3 separate regions of the Sus scrofa genome follow, and regions 2 and 3 are each linked to region 1. The links are chromatin contacts, called in public Hi-C maps. All regions are on one chromosome and are shown on one strand. The core of a region is the stretch at or near the end of the contact, and the rest is flanking DNA. Distances in the headings are between cores, read along the strand shown. Region 1 holds the start of IQGAP2 (ras GTPase-activating-like protein IQGAP2). Region 2 overlaps IQGAP2 (ras GTPase-activating-like protein IQGAP2). Region 3 overlaps IQGAP2 (ras GTPase-activating-like protein IQGAP2).

Region 1 (4,734 bases), core at 612-3,111:
CCACAGCCCTTCCACCACGTGTCAGCATCTCCTAGCTGCCGCACTCCATCCTATAACCTGCAAGAGTCCCCTTCCCTAAACTCCCTTGCATCGTGCAGCTCCCATGCCCCAAAGCTTGAAGAGCGCTCAGATGCTTCTATGATATATCCATCCAGTCCCTTTGCCTGATGTCATTGTCCTCCGTGATCTGATATCAGCTTCCAAGTTCCTACCCTCACCCAACCTCATGCCCCGTGCTATTGTCCCTTGTTCTTGCCTGCCCTCCAAGAGCAGACATTCTCCATTCAACTCTTACCCATTTTTCTTTCTTTTTCTTTTTTTTTTAATTCTCTTACCCATTTTTTCAAGGTCCACCTTAAACCATGCATTCAAACGCTGTCATCTTCCTTGACCATTTGGTTTATAGTGATTTTCCTCCCACTTCAAAGTGCATAGGCTATCCACTTATTTGAATCCTAAGTCATACCCTCATACTGACAATTTATAGGTGTAAGGGCTTAATTATCAGGATGCAATATATGGGATCACTGAGATGAACTTGAGCTATCCAATTTGGCATGTCTGGAATCACAGGAAATTCTTCTGTTATATGCCTATATCTGGGTGAACACTGACTGACAGCCTGCTGTGCCTCAGAGTGTGGCCAATTCACCTTTGAATTACTCTTATAAGAGATGTCTTCTTTTTTTAAGGGAGGAAAAAACCCCACTCACCCCTCCAACCAGATGAGAATCTAATGCCTCTAGAAAATAAAGAGAGAGGAGCAGGATAGAATCCCCTTGCTCTCCCATGGGAAGACATTCCCTCTGAGTCCAGCAGAGATCTCTTGTGCCTTGTGTTAGACATTTTCCAACATCTGCAATGTCAGCATCACAGGGCAGCTTGTTAGAAATGCAGGTTCGTAGGCCCCAGACCAGACCAACTGAATTGAGAACTCTGAGGGTGGGGCCCCAGAATCTGAGTTTCAACAAGTTTGGGAACTGCAGCTCCCACGCGAAACAGAAAACATCTGGCCGCTCTGCATCTTTGCAGACTGAGAACCGGTTGGTGTCCCCATGCCACCTTCTCTCCAATGAACTCATCTCATAACCCCACCTCAGATATTTTATTTGGCCAGCCATCTGGTCACCCACACATTCCACATTTGACAAACGGGTGAGGACACGGGTATAGAAGTGTCCCACATTCCTCCAGATCTTATCACTCTGAGGCACAAAGAGAAAAACAGCTCCAGGTGACTGCACGAAAAAAAAAAAAACAAAAATTTTAAAATTACCACATGCAGTTTAATTTCCTTAAAAGCATGACCAGAAAAGGTTTCTGTGGTGTGAGACCCCAGCTAGCAGGGCTGGGCCATAGTTCTGTACTTGGGGGAGGGGAGCAGGCCGAAGGTGAGCAGAGGATGACTGGCAGGCAGTTGCGTTTTGAGTGGTTGCTCGGGGAGTGTTTATCTTGTCCCTCCAGCAAGCACACACTCTCAGTTTCTTGTCATGAAAGGGGAACCCTGTATTTTGTGGACAAGGAGTCAGAAGCAACGTGTGAAGGAAAAAACGAAAAAAGAAAAAAAAAGGTCAAGGCTTAATCTCCCCGGAGGAAAAGGAACCGCACTGTTTGTCCTGTAACTGAGCAACACCCTGGGCGGCTGGGGCTGCCTGGGTCTTCTGCGGTTTTTCTTGCTCTTCTCCGCGGAGGTTCACTTCCACCCTCTAAACTCTCCACAAGTGAAAAATCAGGCGGGGCGCCCGCGGCCCCAGCTGCAGGGGATCCCGGCCCAGGGCCCGCGCAGCCCCCGGGCCGGGTAGGGGCGGGTCCAGGAGGCCGGCGCTGCGCCCCGCGCGCGGTAGAGGTCGCTGCGCCGCGGCGCGCGCTCCCACCGCGGTGGATAACGGGGCCGGGCTGGAGGAGAAAGGAAACCTGTCCGGGAGGCGGCGGCGGCGGCAGCCGGGAGCAAGCGAGGGAGGAGAGTTCACTTTTGCTCGGGTGTCAGCGCGCGGCGGCCGCAGCGGGCGCTGACGAGGGAACACCGAGAGAGCGGGGCGCCCAACTCGGGGCGGCCAGCGAGAAGCCGGATACGAGCGCGCCGGCGGGGCGCGGAGCGGCGAGCCTGGCTAGCGAGGGGAGCCGCGGGGGGCGCGCCCCGGGCGGGCCCCCGGAGCTGCGTAGGATGCCCCACGAGGAGCAGGCGTCCCTGCAGAGACCCCGCTATGGCTGTAAGTGCGCTGGGCTCGTCGGGCTGCGCCGGCCTTGGGGAGCCCCCTCCGCAAGGCCGGAGTTGGAGAAGCGGAGGGAACCGGAGGGCAGCGGTTGGGTGGCTTGCAAAGTTAGGAGCTGGAGTTGCAAGGGCTGTTGAGCGGCGTCCTCCCGCTCTCCCCGCAAATTCCTAATCCCCAGCTGGCACCTCAATCCTCTATCCGCACACCCCACGGTGGCTCGAGGCAGCGCTTGGTCTGCTCCCTGGTACACGCCAGGCTGGGGGTTTAGGGGTGTCAGGTGAGGAACCCGCGGAGCTCCCGGCAGGTTGCTGGTTCGGGCCAGGGGGTGGCGTAAGGGACCCGATTCTTCCGACTCTGAAGGGGAGGAAAGTTTGTTTGCAGTGGCTACAGGTGGGCTCCCTAAGTTACGTGCCCGCGCTAGTGGTAAGGTTGGCTTTCCTGGAAGGGCTGGCGTCTCCTCCTACCCGTCTGCCTCTGACTTCACCTGGGCCGCAAGACCTCTTGGGCCCCACAGGTGGGAGCCCTTTCCTGGTGCAGCTGAAAGGGTCACCTCTGGCGCCCCACCCCCTCTCCAACCCTACCCCGTCACCCCGCCCCTGGCTCTGCCGAGACTGTGTGGCGCGCAGGAGGATTGTGGCGGGGACAGGACGCGGTGCTGGGCTCCTCGGGATCCGGATGCAGCCCGCGTGACTTGAACGAGGTGGTGTCTGTTACCCAGCCAGGGGCTGCCCTCGGAAAGAGGTTGCTTTGGCGGATCGTGAGTGGATAGAGCCAGGTTAGCACCAACCACGTGGCTTCATGTGCAGAGTTCAGAGCTTTACCAAACATGTGCCAGGAAGTATTTCCTTTAAAACAAACAGAAAGTTGGCGCGCTCTCTCAACAGGGTTGGACCTGTCAGTGAACCCATGGCCACGGATGGATCACAGGTTAATCTTTTGCCCAGGCTGGCCTTGGTGGCAAGGGTAACAAGCTTGGGTTAAGGTGGTGATACTTACTGCAGCGTTTTGTTTTGTAGTTCTGGCTGGTGGTGAGGGACACCGGCGTGCCTAATAAAGGGGAGTAGTCAGCTTGTGCACCCTCTTTCTCCCCGCCAATCTTGGAATGGACCCAATCAGAGATGGGAAGTTAGTTTTCCCCTGTGACCTTTACTGTGTCAGGCAGTGAGGCTGCCTGGGGAGTCAGCTGCAGCCTCTCCTCTAGGGAAATGCATTTTACAGTTAATCCAGCCCAGCTCTTTGCAGCCTTAGTTTGCCTGTTGCTAAACCACAGACAGCAGAGCTTCTTGGGTTGGGATGTGTTCATCCAGAATGGTGTCAAGCGTCCTTGGGTTGGTGAATGTCCTTTACGTGTCAAGTTCCCAGAATACATGGTAGCTTCACTGTGTCAGGTTATACGATGGCCACAAAGTGTGGAACCTAGGTGAGTATGCCTAACAAAACGGGTTTTGGTAGCACATTTTAAACCATGATCTGTTCAGTGTGTAGTTGCTCACTGATTCACTGTGCTGGGCAAAGTTGGAGTGAATGCAATGCATTGATGCAGAATTTCCATCCGTCTCTGCATGGGCTTCTGTGATGGTGCTCAGTTTTCATGGAACACACCTTTGGTTTTTGAGCGCTGTAGGAGCAGCACTCAATGAGGTTCAGGTCCGGCAAACAGGAAGCGCACTCCACGTGGCCATTTTCTTTGGAAATAATCACCCAGCTTTTCTTAGGAGTCTTGCGTAATGGGGGTGTGCCCTCTTGTAGCAATCAGTCCCATTTACCCTTTCTGACTTCATCAAGTGCTATGTTGGTCACTCAACATAGGGAAAAAATGGGCAATATTTGCCAACTTCCAGACTTGATGGCCACCCTGAAATATTGAGGCTTTAATACAATAACCTGTTAGGTCTTTACAATTAACATTTCTATGACTTTTTTTTTTTTTTTTTGGTCATTTTAGCACGTGAGGCATATGGGAGGTTCCCAGGCTAGGGGTCTAATCAGAGCCATAGCTGCCAGCCTACACCATAGCTTAGGGCAATGCCGGATCCTTAACCCACTGAGCAAAGCCAGGGATCGAACCTGTGTCCTCATGGGTACTAGTCAGATTCGTTTCCGCTGAGCCATGATGGGAACTCTCATTTCTATGACTTTGATACCAGGTTCATGGATGGTGTATGTTCATAGTGTATTTTTAAAAAATCTAGTGGCATGGGCTTTAGTGCTCAAAGATACTACCTAACATTGACTATTCCTGCAAAAGTGGGCGGTGTGATGTATTAGAATATATAACTTCTGATGGGTGTTGGTTTCCTGAATCTTGTGTCAACATGAGATCGAAAGTAGTGCTTTGAGCTCTTCACAAGAAGGCCAGGGAAAGGGAACGCAGGATTGTACTTGCTCTGTTGCATCATGGGCTGTGCTTTTTCTTGTTTGTGGCTTTGGTAAGTATAGATTCAGTAAAACCTCAAACTATACCAAGCAGGCTTTATCCCTGACATTTAAAAATAAGCAAAGTCCTGATACATCCCCTATA
Region 2 (4,734 bases), core at 1,850-4,349, 170 kb after region 1:
TGCAGGTATCTTTTCTGAATTACAGTATTTTCTGGATATATGCCTGGATGTGGGATTACTAGATCATATGGCATCATATGATCATCTATTTTTAGTTTTTTGAGGAACCTCCACTCTGTCGGCTATAGTGGCTACACCCAGTTAACATTCCCCCAAAGGTGTAGGAGGATTCCCAGAGAAGCTGTTTGATGTCTTTCCATTCCATTGTGTGGCCTTGGCTAACATCTGCAAATGGTGATTCCAATAGTATCTTTCCTTACTGGGTGAGCTTGAGGGTTAAATGATAATCCCCATAAGTATTTATTTATTTTTTAGTCTCTTTTTTTAGAGACGCACCCACAGCATATGGAGGTTCACAGGCTAAGAGTCAAATCGGAGCTATAGTCACCAGCCTACACCACAGCCACAGCAACGCGGGATCCGAGCCATATCTGCAACCTACACCACAGCTCACAGCAGCACCAGATCCTTAGCCCACTGAGCAACGAGGCCAGGGATCCAACCTGCAACCTCATGGTTCCTAGTCAGATTCGATTCTGCTGCGCCACGACGGGAACTCCCCCATAAAGTATTAAGTGCAGGTTCTAGCATAAAATAGTGCCTAATAAACCCTAGTTATCATTGATGATAATAGCATCTTCTTTTGACTTTTGAGATAGTGAAACATTGATGCCTAATGTTGCAAAAATGTTACATTTAAAAGTCTTTGGCAATGTCCTAAAATATTTTATGATGTAATTGTGATGCTTGGAAAACTTTTTTCTTAAGCAGTCAGAATCTTTCATGTAATAACAATCTGTTGGGTACTCATTATCTCTAAATACATTTCTAGAACAAAGGAATTATAAAAAGAAAGAAGAGATAGCCTTGGCCTTGGAGCACTTCATGATGCCATAAGTATGCGCAATGGCTACGTTTTAAGTAGGCTGTAATTAACCTACGTTTTTGAAATAATCAGTATTTTCAGCCAACTGCACAGATACTCTATTGCAGACAACAATAAATGTGATAATATTTTTAAAAATAAGTCCAAATTTAAAATACCCTAAAGAGCTGTTTTTATTTTAGCTTCCCTTCCCTTGGTCTCAAATGTCAGTTTAACTCCCCGGGCTCCTACTACCAATGGTCAATTTCCCTCTCCCCACCCTTCACAAATCTGCCTCCAATTATAGGGTTATTATAAAGCAGTTATGTATTATTGTGTAAAAAGCAGAGGGAGCACTAGGAGCCAGAGAGCAAGACAGACTAGGTAATTAAGGTCATTACTTGAAAACAATTGCGTTTTAATGTGAATTAGCATAATGCTGTAATTTGTAGTTTATTTAGATTAGAAACTTGGTCCAGTGCAGTGGCTTTAACTTTGCCAGATTTTTATTGTTGATTTTCATTGTTATTGCTTTCCTAAATTGGTAAAAATGTATCCAGCCTCTAGTATTCATTTGAAGCAAGCCTCATGTAAACCACATATCCCTTGTTCATCTCGTGTTTGTTATGTGAAAGCCAAGTTTATTATCTCATTTGACCAGTTCCTTGTTCTCCCAGTTTCTCCAGCGCCCCCCGCCCCCAGCCCCCCTAGGTTGTTCAAGCTGGGAGGGACCTTATCACCCATCCTGCTCACCCCCTACTCCTTTCACAGAGAAGAAAACGGAGGCACAGAGGGCTTAGGGGACGTGCCTGGGGTCACACAGTAGGTGGGAAGCTGAGTCCTGGTGGGGAGAGCTCCCTCCACACGCGGCCCCTCCTCCTGGCTGAGAATATCCTTTCCTTTGACCCCTCTGCCCCCACCTTCTAAGCTGTCACCAAGTCTTGTTTGGTTTCCTTGAAATGTCTCCTGCTTTCCTCTCTTCCCATTTCTTCTTGTCTAATCCTGTCTGTCCCTTAGCTCCTCACAATAGGAGAGGCTGGCGGAGCGCTTTGTCTTGGGAGCATCCATCACACAAGATTAATTTTCCCTAATTACCACTGTGAACACACATGTCACTTCTCTGTGGTGAAGCTGCCAAGAGCTCCCGGCTTCCCAGGGCAACAAATAGCATCACTTCTCCTCTTGCACCAGGTCCTCCAGAGCCTGAGTCCATGTCTTTGCTCAGCCTTACTCCTTTCTCCTCATGAACCCCAAAGGCCAAAGTCTCCTCTGGGTTTGCCCCATGTGTCAGCTCCATTTCCTTGATGTCGTTTAGTCTGTCCTGCTCCCTGGCTCCTAGTGCTTCCCCTGCTTTCCAAATACTTCTCCCCCTTTTTAAACCAAATCCAGATTCCACTGCCTTCTCATTGTTTTCCCTTTCACTCCAGTGCCCTCCCCCCCCTTTTTCCCCAAACTTTTCCTACTTACGCCCTAACCGTAGCATTGGCTGTAATAGCCTCTCTTACACGGCTCTCTGGATTTTCTGTGCATCTGTGTTGCCTTCTCAGTTACATTTAATTTTTTTTTTTTTTTTTTTTTTGGTCTCTTTAGGGCTGCACCCACAGCATATGGAGGCTCCCAGGCTAGGAGTTGAATTGGAGCTGTAGCTGCCTGCCTATGCCACAGCTCACAGCAACACTGGATCCTTAAACCCCTGAGTAAAGCCAGGGATCAATCCCTCAACCTCACGGTTCCTAGTCGGATTCGTTTCTGCTGCACCACGACGAGAACTCCACATTTAATGCTCTTTGAAGGAAGAGCTTCTGTTTATGTTTTTCTCGTATACTCGGTCACATTGCCTGCATAAGTGATCAGTAAATACTCCGTGCTGATGAGGGACTTTTTGAGGTTTTGGAAGATGTTGTCCAGAGCCACAAGCACTTCAGACCTTTTACAGCATCCAGGGCTTGGATCAGGATCAGTTATTGATACTTCAGGGCTTCCCGGACTGCCCAGTGTTGATAGGATCAGCCGCTGTTGTGTGTTAATGATCCTCTAAGGGGACGGGCTAGATAGGGGTGGAGCTCACAGTGATAGTTGAGGATTCGGTGGTGGGTTAGTGAGAGTTCGCACCCCTACCCGTTGGGTCCTACACTAGGTACGAGTTCCTCAAGAATGGATAGCAATGGCATCACCCTCTTCGCCCTGGGCAGATTCTCAGCAGACCATTGTGAAATATGAATTGGCCTGGCTCCCATCCCACTGCCTGTCCTTGAGCCAGTATTGACCTTGGTGCTTTGTTTTCTCCAATGCTGGCCCAGTGTCCTAAGTCTTAATCTGATCCTTTTTTTTTTCCCCCAAAAAGATACTTTTTCAGAATGCAGTAAATAGCTTCCCCCAAAGGTAAGAGTGTTGTAATAAGTCCCTGATACTGGCAGAAGGAATATGTCTTATGTAAAGAAGACTGCATTCTGGGGGGGGGGGGCAGAGGGATGCGCTGGGGGTGTGGGATGGAAATCTTATAAAATTGGATTGTGATGATCATTGTACAACTACAAATGTAATAAATTCATTGAGTAATAAAAGTAAGTAAATAAAAATAAAGAAGACTGCATCCGCTTTCTGAATTTTGATGTCCCCGTTCCATGCTTTCTTACATTTCCTGGTAGTCATTTCAGGTTGCAGATTTTCTGTGCCTTGGATGACACTCTCCCCACAGCGTAACCCCTACAAGAATGTCCTCCACGAAAGGCTCATAAACTGGGGACTGTTCTGCTCTGTAATGTCAGCCAGACTCATTCCACCCATCCAAAATGTGATGTGGATTTTTTCCTCTTTGGCACAAGAGAAAATTGGCAGAGACCCAGTTAAAGGTGAAATTGGCCAGCTCCGGGGTGACAGTGAGTTCAGTGCCTCTGGGCTTGAGGTCCCCTTGTTCAGCTCATATTCAGAATCCTTTGTCCTACCCAGAAAATTCTCTGTTCCCATCCGGGACCCCTAAAGCTCTTTCCCATCCTTCTGCCTTTGTTAATATCTCTATCCCAGGTCGTAAAATTCTGTGTCTCTTCATTTGTACAAAGTTAACAACTGGAGTCACTTGAAGGTTTTTTTTTTTTTTTTTTTCCCATCCCTTTAGGTGGATGGAAGTCTGCTTAGTTGAAGAATTGCCGCCAACCACTGAACTGGAAGAAGGGCTTCGGAACGGCGTTTACCTTGCAAAGTTAGCCAAGTTCTTTGCCCCCAAAATGGTATCGGAGAAAAAGATCTATGATGTGGAGCAAACACGTTATAAGGTAACAGAGATCTAATGGGTTTTGGCCTCCAGCTCAAAGCAAAAGTTCGGTCTTTCCTTTCCTTTTAGTGTTTCTATAAGGATTTTGTAGGGAGTAAAGGGGGGAGGTGTCCTTGGGCTTTGAAGCCTGTTACTAATCACTCCTGAGGCAGCAGCAGTTTTTAAAGCAAAGCATTTTTCTGTTTCTGCGCTGAGGCTGAGAGATCTCGGATTTGTGGGGCTTCCCCACCCCCACCCCTGTTATTGCTTCATGGAGGTCATTTTATTAGCACCAGTAAATACAAAAGTGGGGGCTCTCTCCCCCTCCTTTTTTCACCACCAACACAGTTTATTGTTCCCCTTGTTCTCATCAAAGAATCAGGTACCCAGGTGGGACTTGAACTTGTGGCCCTAAAGGGTTAGGGACAAGGTGATTTTAAAAAAAAGAAGTACTAATAGTGAATAGTCAGGGACTCCTTTCCATTTGGTCTTTAAAACAAAATAAGACAAACCTTTTTGTATGCGGCTAGTTTTAAGAACTATTTCATGGCTAATTTGGGAAGGCATGTAGGAGGGGAAAAAAAAAACCAAACCAAAATAAACACCAATTTCGCATTAA
Region 3 (4,734 bases), core at 1,244-3,743, 140 kb after region 1:
AAAGCATAATTACTAAGAATTGTAAGCCTTTGTAAACATCTCTTATATTCTTTCATAATATCAAAGCCAGTAATGATTGTTGGTTTGCATCTAGAATTTCTGCCTGACTTTATCTAAATCCTTGGACAAAGATTGAAATATCTGTCCCTAAGGCAGAGAGGACAGCAGGTGCAAAGGTTAGGAGCAGGAATGGAGAATGGAACATGCTAGAAGCTGAAAGAAGGCCAGAGAGGCAAGGGGTAGGATGAGGCCAAGCAGCAGTCAGGGGCTAGAACTCTGGGCCTGGTGGCCACATGAAGGCTTTGGGCCTGGAGCTCAAGGTAGTGGATGCCACTGAAGAGTTTTAAGCTTAAGTGGCAAGATCAGGCTTGTACAGACAAAAACTGGCTGTGTGGGGACAGAGTACTGGTAGGCGAGAAAGGACCCCAAAAAAGAGTTGAGGAAGTTTTTGCAATGATCCAGGTGTAGGACACTTGAATACCTTCACTGGATTTTTAAGTATAAAAATATTGGCATTTTTGTTTTATAAAGTAGAATAAAAGCCCCGTAAGCCTCAAGTATGGTATAAAATAAAACATTTTTTTGTTATCGTTGTTCAAATCCCTGTGCCATTAAAAAAACAAAACAAAAACAAGAGTTCCTATCATGGCTCAGTGGTTAACATGAGGGTGTGGGTTCAATCCCTGGCCTTGCTCAGTGGGAAGATATGATATTGCTGTGAGCTGTGGTGTAGGTCACAGACGAGGCTCAGATCCTGTGTTGCTGTGGCTGTGGTGTAGACTGGTGGCTATAGCTCTCATTGGACCCCTAGCCTGGGAGCCTCCATATTGCCACGCGTGCAGCCCTAAAAAGGGAAACAAACAAGCAAAAAAATCAGATCTGCACAGGATGAGTTCCTTGGTTAGCAGGGCCCACTGCAGAATGAAAAGACAGACTGCTTGTTCAAAAAAAATAAGAATTGCAGGGAGTTCCCATCGTGGCGCAGTGGTTAATGAATCCGACTAGGAACCACGAGGTTGCGGGTTTGATCCCTGGCCTTGCTAAGTGGGTTAAGGACCCGGCATTGCCGTGAGCTGTGGTATAGGTTGAAGACACAGCTCGGATCCCAAGTTGCTGTGGCTCTAGCGTAGGCCTGTGGCTACAGCTTCAATTAGACCTCTAGCCTGGGAACCTCCATATGCCGTGGGAGAAGGCAAAAAAAAAAAAAAAAAAAAAAAGAATTGCAGAGGGTGACAGCAGAGCCTTAAACCAAACATGGGGCCCTTGCCTTTTGATTGCCCTGGGTCTGTGAGATAGAAGGCTTGAGTCTGTCCCCAAGAAGCTCCTCTCAGCCTGTTCCAGTAAAAGGCTGGTGGCTCCTGTGGTTGAGGCCAAGGGGCCAGCTTGAGTAGCTCAAAGCCCTTATTAACCTTACTAGTGATGATGGATAAATTAACCAGAGGGTTGGAAGACAGATGGATGATAAGTATTATGTTGAGACGAGGTAAATAGGAAAGATGGTAGAAATGGAGAGGCATTGTTTTATTTTTATTGGCTGTGGTTTGATGAAGACATTAACTAAAAAATGCTAACTTTTACCAATCGGTACCCATTTAACTGGCTTTCTCTTCAGTAGTTTTGGAGACCACTAGTTTGGGCGAATAAGTTTCCTGTCAAGTGGTGTTGAATTAGGTTTTCTTTTTTTTTAAATATTTTACTATTAGGAATTGGTGTGATGTAGCTTCTCATATCAATTTTAAAAGTTAAGATCCTTCTTCATTTATTCTGTACCTCTAGAAAATGGTTTAGAAAACTAGATAAGGTTTTCATTAGACCTATCAAATTTTTTAAGTTCTTCAACTGTGAAAAATGAAAGCATAACTCATACATACACTCAGATACACCTGCTAATTTTTTTTTAACCTGCTAATACCGCAAATGGAAGAATGGTGGCTTGGAATTTGATGATTTGAGATATTCTGATGTCGGGTGCTAACATTTCTGTTTGAAGTAAGTTTACTTGGTGAGCTCTGTCCTTGAGATACCGTGAGGGCAAAGTCTGAGAACACCTTTAAAGCATAACTTAACATTTCTAGGAAAAAGATCTTGTGCTGACTAAACCAAGTCCCTTTCAGTGATTTTCAATGACTCAGAGCCCTGATATTTGCATAGTGATTCTACCAGCAAGCAGATTGGCTACTGAGATACTTTGGTTCTGATAAATCCTCTGCTCAATGCTTTGAAAACGTGTTAATAAAGGCCTTTCCTGAGAAGCGTATAGTGCAGTGGTTTGCAAGGATTTTGATGATCTAAAATGCTACCTGTAGAGGTGGATATTAACAATGGCATTAAAGCGTTCTCTCAGAGACCCACAAGGCCAATTCCAGACAGTTGATATTAAACACTGCAAAATTCCAAAGTGCAGACAGCTTGGCAAGTTTGAGTTCTGGTGCATTCTGTTCAGAACGAGGTTTTTTTTTTTTTGTTTTTTTTTTTTTTTTGTCAATAGTGCTTTTGTCTTTCTGCTAAAGGTCAGACTGCCCTTGTCCAGTACTGGTGTTCCTTTGTGAGCCTTAATAGGGAAGAGGGGGGACATACTGACTCCATTTTTATATTTATAATATCGTGTCACAACATCAGATTTTATAGATTTGAAAATGTAAATTAAGATGCTTGTATTTTTAAACTGCTGATGAACTGCTGCCCATGGGGCATTTGTAGTTCTTTCTCCTCTTGGTGGTTGGTTCTTTTCATGCCTCTTTGCCCTTTGGTGTAGCAGCGGCAGAACCGGAATGAGTCTGTTTTGGGGTTTTTTTGTTTTTTGTTTTTTGTTTTGGTCTTTTTAGGGCCGTACCCGAGGCACATGGAAGTTCCCAGGCTAGGGATCAGATTGGAGCTGCAGCTGCTGGCCTGTGCCACAGACAAAGCAATGCCAGATCTGAGCCACATCTGTGTCCTACACCACAGCTCATGGCAATGCCAGATCCTTAACCCACTGGGCAAGGCTAGGGATCGAACTGGCATCCTCATGGATGCTAGTCGGATTTGTTGCCACTGAGCCATGAGGGGAACTCCCTGCGTGAGTCTGTTTAACATCAGGCTTAGTTGGAGTCCTGGTCCCATCATTTGGATCATGGATGTAACACTCAGATTAAGTAACCTTTGTAATACCAGGGTTCCACCTCTGCCTGGCGGAGCTGCTGGGGAAAGTACCTGGTGTATTGCCTGCCACATAGTGGTTGGTACATACACATTCACTCCCCCGGGGCCAGCACCTAGGGAAAGGGCTAAGGTTTGAGTGCAGTTCCCTGGCCTTCTCTTCCCAGGGCAGTGGCGCTTGGCAGAAGCCCCACTGCTTGGAGGGTGCCGGCAAAGAGCCCACCGCTGACCTCTGCCTGTCTCTAGCTAGAGTGCAATCCTGCTGTGTTACAGCTGCGCACAGTATATTTAGGGGGTGCTTATCATTTGTGTGTATTAAACCCTGCTATTAGTATGATTGGCTTCTTGAGGAGCCTCCCTCGATTTGATGGGGTTAAGAGCATGAAATGACTTTAATTTTCTCCGGCCACTGCTTACACCTCTTCTCTGTCAAAGCCCCCTTTCCAGTGTCTGCATCCAGAGCTTATGTTGGGTTTATTCGGTAACCCCCTTAATCTTTCTAAACCTCCTAATCTCCTCTCCAACTCAAGCTCCCTGCTCTCTTCTGAGCTCTAGCTCCTCCCTTGGTGGCAGGAAATTGGGAGCAGGGACGCAGGAGTTGGATCCCATGTCGAGGAGGTGTGCCCATCTGGCTCATTCTGTTGCGGGGAATCTGTGTGGACAGCATGCGTGGCTCAGCTGGGTCTGTGCTTAGTTCACCCCCAGCCTCCTCTGCACAGGGCTGTTCAGAGGGGCACAGGCTCTCCCCTGGTCACTGCTAGATGCCCATGCCCCCTTCACACTCCCAACTCTTCCTTGGAGTCAAGTGTCCTACTGCCTGGGCCAGAGGCTGCGTGACAGCCCTGAGGCTCCCCCCAACCGCCCGCTAACCTTAACCCTTCTTCTGAAGGGACTATTTAAACTATGAGAGTCCCCGCCACTCTGTCCACAGGTCTCGTGGAGTAGATGTACTCTCATCTTCTTTCCCAGCGTTCTGCACCTGGACCCCTTTATGCTCTGCTTGCATGGGGCTCCTCCAGTGGGTTTCCCATCTTTCAAATCTCTAGCACAGTAATGGGTGCCAGTCTCTGTGTTTATGGGTGTCCCCGCAGTCAGGTGACGGATGCCAAGCTCTCTCACCTCCCCAGCATGCTCCATTCTGCTGTGGTGCCAGCCCAGGGTGAGCCTGTGGGTTCTTCAGCCCAGCCAGCAGCCAGACAAGGGACAGGGTGCCTGCTTCCCCTTCTTGCAGGTATCTCCATCTCTGTTAGAGATTCTCTTCGAACCCCTTCCATCCTCCTAACTTGTTGAAGAAGCAGATAGAAACTTGCCTTTGCCATCAGGTATCTTTTCCTTGGGGGCTGGGTGGAGGGCAGGACTGTGGTCAGCTAGTAGGACCCGTCCAGTGACCTCTTGGTAAGCAGTAGGGGGCAGGGTCTGTACATACACGTGCATGGCTTTCTAAGGAGGTACTTGATCCCATTGTCCTCAGCTGTGGCTTTGGCTCTAATTCTAAGAATAAGGGGGAAAGTCCACTCATCTCTATGTTTATGTTAGTAATGTTCTCTCTCTGTAAATAGTTGTCATCCACTGTCTGGGCCCTTCTTCCCATGCATC

The links. A called contact is a pair of places that touch in the nucleus more often than the background predicts.
Region 2: a contact with region 1 is called in a Hi-C map of liver, with 3 times the contacts expected there. The contact joins the enhancer-like site here to the promoter of IQGAP2 in region 1. A contact is called at or near these places in 2 of 5 promoter capture datasets (fetal liver and liver), 2 of 47 Hi-C or Micro-C datasets (liver and skeletal muscle) and 1 of 2 datasets of contacts at active chromatin or transcription factors (alveolar macrophages).
Region 3: a Hi-C map of liver shows a contact between it and region 1, with 1.9 times the contacts expected there. The contact joins the enhancer-like site here to the promoter of IQGAP2 in region 1. A contact is called at or near these places in 2 of 5 promoter capture datasets (fetal liver and liver), 6 of 47 Hi-C or Micro-C datasets (embryonic fibroblasts, fetal liver and liver) and 1 of 2 datasets of contacts at active chromatin or transcription factors (alveolar macrophages).

The regions. Positions count from the first base shown.
Region 1 is chr2:85,292,562-85,297,295 of Sscrofa11.1, forward strand. IQGAP2 (ras GTPase-activating-like protein IQGAP2) reads left to right here and starts at 1,862. Exons shown (of 37, transcript XM_021084462.1): 1 at 1,862-2,210. The coding sequence starts at 2,165.
Region 2 is chr2:85,458,757-85,463,490 of Sscrofa11.1, forward strand. IQGAP2 (ras GTPase-activating-like protein IQGAP2) reads left to right here. Exons shown (of 37, transcript XM_021084462.1): 3 at 3,981-4,137. Among named protein-coding and RNA genes, the nearest start is that of F2RL2, 81 kb to the right of the region's middle. Within about 2 kb of position 3,100, at least 10 of the 83 cell types and tissues checked have an H3K27ac peak or open chromatin away from gene starts, as enhancers often do. A contact at or near this core is called in liver, where this site is marked.
Region 3 is chr2:85,434,403-85,439,136 of Sscrofa11.1, forward strand. The region is part of intron 2 of IQGAP2 (ras GTPase-activating-like protein IQGAP2); the gene reads left to right. Among named protein-coding and RNA genes, the nearest start is that of F2RL2, 110 kb to the right of the region's middle. Within about 2 kb of position 2,494, at least 15 of the 83 cell types and tissues checked have an H3K27ac peak or open chromatin away from gene starts, as enhancers often do. A contact at or near this core is called in fetal liver and liver, where this site is marked.